Linked DNA regions of Mus musculus: region 2 is linked to region 1. A link is a contact called in public promoter capture Hi-C data. All regions are on one chromosome and are shown on one strand. Each heading gives the region's core, a stretch centred on a gene start, on an enhancer-like site or on the middle of the called end of the contact. The rest is flanking DNA. Distances are from core to core; before and after follow the strand shown. Region 1 holds the start of Uspl1 (ubiquitin specific peptidase like 1). Region 2 holds the start of Pds5b (PDS5 cohesin associated factor B).

What was found. Promoter capture Hi-C pulls out the DNA fragments that hold promoters and counts their contacts.
Region 2: a contact with region 1 is called in a promoter capture Hi-C map of fetal liver, with 4 times the contacts expected there. The contact joins the promoter of Pds5b here to the promoter of Uspl1 in region 1. A contact is called at or near these places in 1 of 39 promoter capture datasets (fetal liver) and 1 of 9 other capture datasets (adipose tissue).

The regions. Positions count from the first base shown.
Region 1 is chr5:149,183,261-149,185,880 of GRCm38.p6, reverse strand. It overlaps Uspl1 (ubiquitin specific peptidase like 1), which reads right to left and starts at 1,321. Exons shown (of 9, transcript NM_001115149.1): 1 at 1,075-1,321.
Region 2 is chr5:150,672,525-150,675,144 of GRCm38.p6, reverse strand. Pds5b (PDS5 cohesin associated factor B) reads right to left here and starts at 1,318. Exons shown (of 35, transcript NM_175310.6): 1 at 1,192-1,318. Gm40353 reads right to left here. Exons shown (of 6, transcript XM_017321266.1): 2 at 1,177-1,404; 3 at 583-1,119.

The sequences.
Region 1 (2,620 bases), core at 72-2,571:
AAGTTTTAAAATACCAGAAGTAGACTCTTGGGGTTTTTCAAGCACTGTATTATACACAAAACCCCGGGGTGGGTCTCAAATTTCAATTTGTCTAGGAATAAATTACCTTCATTATCTTTTCTCCAAGTGTAACTGCTAGCTCCTCCCTGTACAGTATCTAAATTTTGGCATCTTTTGGGTTTCCAAATACAGACTAGAAAGTTTGTGCCGTCTACTCACTCTCATCTCCCATGTTTGCACAGTAGGCGCCATCTAAACTCGTGAACGAGGCTTTGGAAATGTTTCGAACTTGTCTCTCTTTCCATTCATATCACTGTCAAAATGACAGCTCCGCTTCAAACCACCTATTTAATCCAATCTGATTGTAGGAAGTCCGCCCAAACAGCTCAGTACATCCTAAAGATTATGACATGAGCTTATTTCAAGGAGAACAACCAAGGTTTTCCAGTGTTCATCTCCGGCACTTTTCCTCTTACCTACGCCCACCACCGAGCCCCCACCTTCAACGTAGGTAAGTCGCATTCCGGAGACCTTAATGGGAGATATCAGCCCAGAATAGATCCATTTAGCAGCCAATCACGAGAGGGATTTAAATTTAATTCACTGCATGTGTAGAAACTATTACAGGTATTCAAAGGGCCTGGAACCCTTCGGAGCTTTATCTCTCGGCTCTGCATATGAATTTTCAAGGCCAGCAGACTTAAGCCCCAGCGAAGGGATAGGCTTTACAGAGCCCAATACTGCTTGGTACCCAGTCCAGCTTCCCGAATTTGAGACGGATGGGTCCACGCGAACTGAGCTTCAAAAGCCTACCAAGGAAGTCCAAGAGGCGCGGCGTTCCGTTACCCAGCCCATCTCCACGCTCTTCGTGGGGCGGGCACAAACTCTGGTTTCTCTTCAGCGTTTACCTCTTTGAGCCTAACCGGAACCTGAAGACCCAGCCTGCACCTCCATCCTCCACCTTGCCCACCACAACCTCGTTCCTACCCCATCTTTTCAGCGCGCCAACGACCCACCCCGGGCACTCCAGCCGTCCCAATTTCTACTTCCCGAGGGAACTACTGTCTTCCTTACCCTCCCGAAGTACGCTCCTTCTTCGCATACAGTGGACCCGAACTCCTCTTCCAGCTTGAGGTCCCCACCATCTAACCGTAACGTTCAACCCACGTTCCCTCGGACGGCTCCTCCCCCACAGCCCTCTCCGCCAGGAAAGCAACTTCCGCCTGCGAGTCCGCCGCCCAAGAGCTACCCCACAAACACTTTCCTGCGGCAGGCAGCCCTGCTTGAGAGCACGCGGGCAGGGCCGGGGAAGGGGAAGACCAGAGCACTTCCGGCAGGGCTCCGCAGAGGCGTGGCTTGCCCGCCCAGCAGGCGCAGGCGCAGTGGGAACTGCGGCGACAGGGCGGGGCCCCTCGCTACAGAGCCTGCAAAGTGTGAGTCGGGAGGACGGGGGAGGGGGAGGGGGAGGGAGCTGGAGGGGGTGGGGCAGGCTTGGTTCTGGAAGCTGCTGGAAAGCGCTGGAGTGGCGGAGGTGACGCCAGAGGCTAGGGGGCGGGGCGTGATTAAAATTAGTGCGCGGCCTTCAGCGGAGGGATTACGCGGCAGAGGAAGGAGAGGTCGCTGGGCGGCTGCCTGCCTGGCGCGCAGGCGCAGTGATGGGCCTCCCTGGCGGGCCGTCATGGCGGACGCCACGACGGGCTCCCATAGTTGGTTCTTTTCGGCCCGCGCGCCACCACCCTACGTGTTCACAAACGGTTACCACACACGGAGCTGCCCCTCCCTTCTTCCCCAAACCCATCCTTGGAGGCCACTTTTTCTTTCTTCCCTCTCTGATCTGCTCACGGTAAGGGGGGTAGCGAAAGACGAGCACTTGACCCGGGGTGGCACTGAGCAGCCGACCCGCGCATCTCAGCAGCCGCCCTGCCTCCTTGAACTTCAGAGAGGGGAGAGCTCAGTTGCTAAGTTTTAAGAACTGCCTTCGTAGAAAGGTCATGTGGTGTCAGGGAGGTCATGACTGATCGCGTCCATGAGGACATCCTATTCTTGGAGTCCTTTGCATAGACTGTTTCCGTGGCCTGGGACTACAATTTGGGATTTTTTCTGGACCTTACAGGAATCATGACTGGCATTTTGGATTGCGGTCCTGTAGGGTTTCATTAGTGGTCTTAAACGACCATGTTCTGGCAGAATACTGATAATTTTGGTAGCGTGCAATGGGGGAAACAAGTCCGCTGTAGGAAGAAATTATTCAATAAAAGAATTTCAGTTTGTGGTACTTAGGAATGGAAATCGCTGAGCGTTCCAACAGAGACTTTGTTAGGGTTTTTTTTCTCCTCTCTCATGACGAAAATAGACTGGTTAGGTTTTGCTTTTTTTTAATTTTATTTATCTTTGCATTTACACTACATACTGTACTGGTATATTTGTTGTAAGATCAAACAAGTAAGATTTCTTTTTGTATGGATTATGAGGTTTTTGAGAAAGTATTTCTTCCTGAGAGAGTAGCCAAGATTAATAGGATTGTTTTCTTATTCAACATGCTATTTCCATTTTTAGAGTGGAGTACACTTCCCCTCCCAATAAACACTTGCTGAATGTCAGCTCATAAATTGAATGATCT
Region 2 (2,620 bases), core at 69-2,568, 1.5 Mb before region 1:
GTTAACACAGAAAACACCCCCTCGTGGAACTGTTAACTACATGTGCTGAGAACAATGCTTAAATTGCCCTTCTCCACTTCAGTCATCATAAGTTAGCTACAGCCCACCTCCTACACTACATACACCTGGCTTTTAAAAGGTTATTTCGTTGAAGTCCACAGGCCTCCCCAACTCTCTCAGGACCTCAGACCAACCTTCAAAAATGAAACAATACTTCCAAAGCTTCAACAAGTATTCAACAGAGAGACCGCTCCTTGGAGCGATTACAGCCACCCATCAGTTCCTAACTCTAGTATCAAAGGAGCATTCTTTGAAATCAAAAATATGGGGGGGGGGGGGGGCTTTTAAATCTTGGTAGGGTTCCTGAGGATGGAGCGAACGAATCACTCTTCTTTCAAACCCCTCGGGAGTTCGTACTGGAATAGCATGCAGCGCTGAAGAGCAGGTGCTGAATTTCGGGGTTCCGTCGACCCTGCAAACACCTGTCGGCTGCATGCTACATGCCTGCTCCTATGTGCAAACATCACATTTGCTCTTCAACGTACAGAGCAAAAACCGAAACAAAACAAAAAGCAGACCCACAGCCACAGCCGCCGCCAACGCCGCCAACACCAACGCCGCCGCCGCCAGGGCTTCTCCCGGACCGCAAACTTTTAGAGTGTCAGTGGAATAACGGTGCAGAGGCGGGCGGGCGAGCCCGCACCGCACACTGTCCGTACCGCCGTGGGGCTGCACCCGCGGTCGCCCGAGGACTCTCTCTCTCTCTCTCTCTCTCTCTCTCTGACTCTCTCTGACTCTCTCCTCTTTCTCTCTCTCTCTCTCTCTCGCTCTCGCTCTCTCGGCCGGCTCCCGGCTCTTCCCCGACTCCCGAGCAGTGCGGCGCGCCTCCCCTCGCGCCGGGCCCGCAGGCAGCCGGAAGGGGGAAGCGGCGCGGGGGGCTTCTCTCCAGGGGGAGGAGAGGGGAGGGGGAGGGGCGCGGCCGCGGCCCCCGCAAAGGTCACTCCGGGCCGGCGCCAGCCGCGGCCCGCGGCCTCCCCGCCCCCGGCCCCACCGCAGCCCCGCTGGGACACCGGGACACGCGAGGCTCAGCGGGCGACGGCTCCACGCGCGCACGCCCCGCTAGAAAAATGGAGCGTGGGGCGCTGAGGCGATGAAGAGGCGCTCCCTTTCCGTTACCCGAGTCGCTCCTACCTCCGGTCGCCCGGCTCCTACACTCCTCGCGCTCCTCCGATCTCGGGGATCCGCCGCCCTCGCCGCCGCCGCCGCCGCCGCCGCATCCAATCGCCTCCTCCCGCCCCCCCTCCCCTTCCGCAGCCAGTCCAGGCCGTTCCTCCGCCTCTCCGCTTCAAAATGGCGCCAAGAGCAGCTCCGCGGCTGCTCCAATCGAACCGCGGCGGACAGCGCCTGGGGGGCAGGCAGAGCGCCGCGTGGGTTCTCAGCGCCCCCTACCGGCCGCACGGCTTCTCGCTCAGGCGCGTGCGCACGCGCTCCTCAGCCCGCGCTCCGGGCTCCGCCCCACACACCCGGGGGCGCGCACGCGCAGGCTCCGCCCTGCTGGCGCGGCCTCCTCTGTCTCCTTGGCAGCAGAGTGATGGGCAGCTGTCAGTGCGTTCTCTCAGCTTGGACTCAGCCTCCCAGGCTTTGGCGGGAAATCTGTAGATAGCTGAACTCCGCTGGCTTTGGCTTTTTTTTTTCTTTCCTTTTTTGGATGAGGCTTTTTTTTTTTTCTTTCCTTTTTCTTTCCTTTGCCGCCCTAGCTGGCCTGTGGAGCTCACTGTGTACACCAGGCTACACATGATCTTACCATGTAGACCAGGCTGCCCTCGAGTTCAGAGATCTGCCTGCCTCTGCTTCTGCCTCCTTAGTACTGGCATTTTCCCTACGCCCGGCCTTTTTTTTTTTTTTTAATTTCTAAAAAAAAAAAAAGGAGGGGGACGGCGAGATGGTTCAACGGGTTAGAGCACCGATTGCTCTTCCGAAGGTCCTGAGTTCAAACCCCAGCAACCACATGGTGGATCACAACCACCCATAATGAGATCTGACACCCACCATCTTCTGGAGCGAGAGGGTGCCAACTGGAGTGAGTAGAGGTCCTAAGTTCAATTCCCCAACAACCACATGAAGGCTCACAGCCATCTGTATAGCTATAGTGTACTCATACACATAAAATAAAAAATAAATGTGTATTATTTTATTTGAGAATACGCTCTCACTATGCAGCCCTGACTGGCCTAGAAATCACTATATAACCCAGGCTAGGCTCCATCCTCCAGCCACTGCCTTCCCAATGCTGGGACTAAAGGTATGTGCCACCACTCCTGGCTTTTTTTGTTGTTTTGTCTTGTTTTGTTAGATAGGGTCTCACTATGTAGCTCTGTCTGGGTCTGGAGCTCACAGAGACCCACCTGCCTCTGCCTCTATGCCTCTGCCTCCCAAGTGCTAGAATTAAAGGTGTATTCCACCTCTTGTGCGATGTTTTAAACCCTGTGGTGCAGCACAGATTATGTGCTGTGTAAATGAAAGATTATTAATGTCTACATGGCTCCTCACCGGTTGGTGGACCTAGGGATCCAGTGTTCATCCCACTGCTCAAGAACCCCCCTTAACGGGGTGAGGAAGC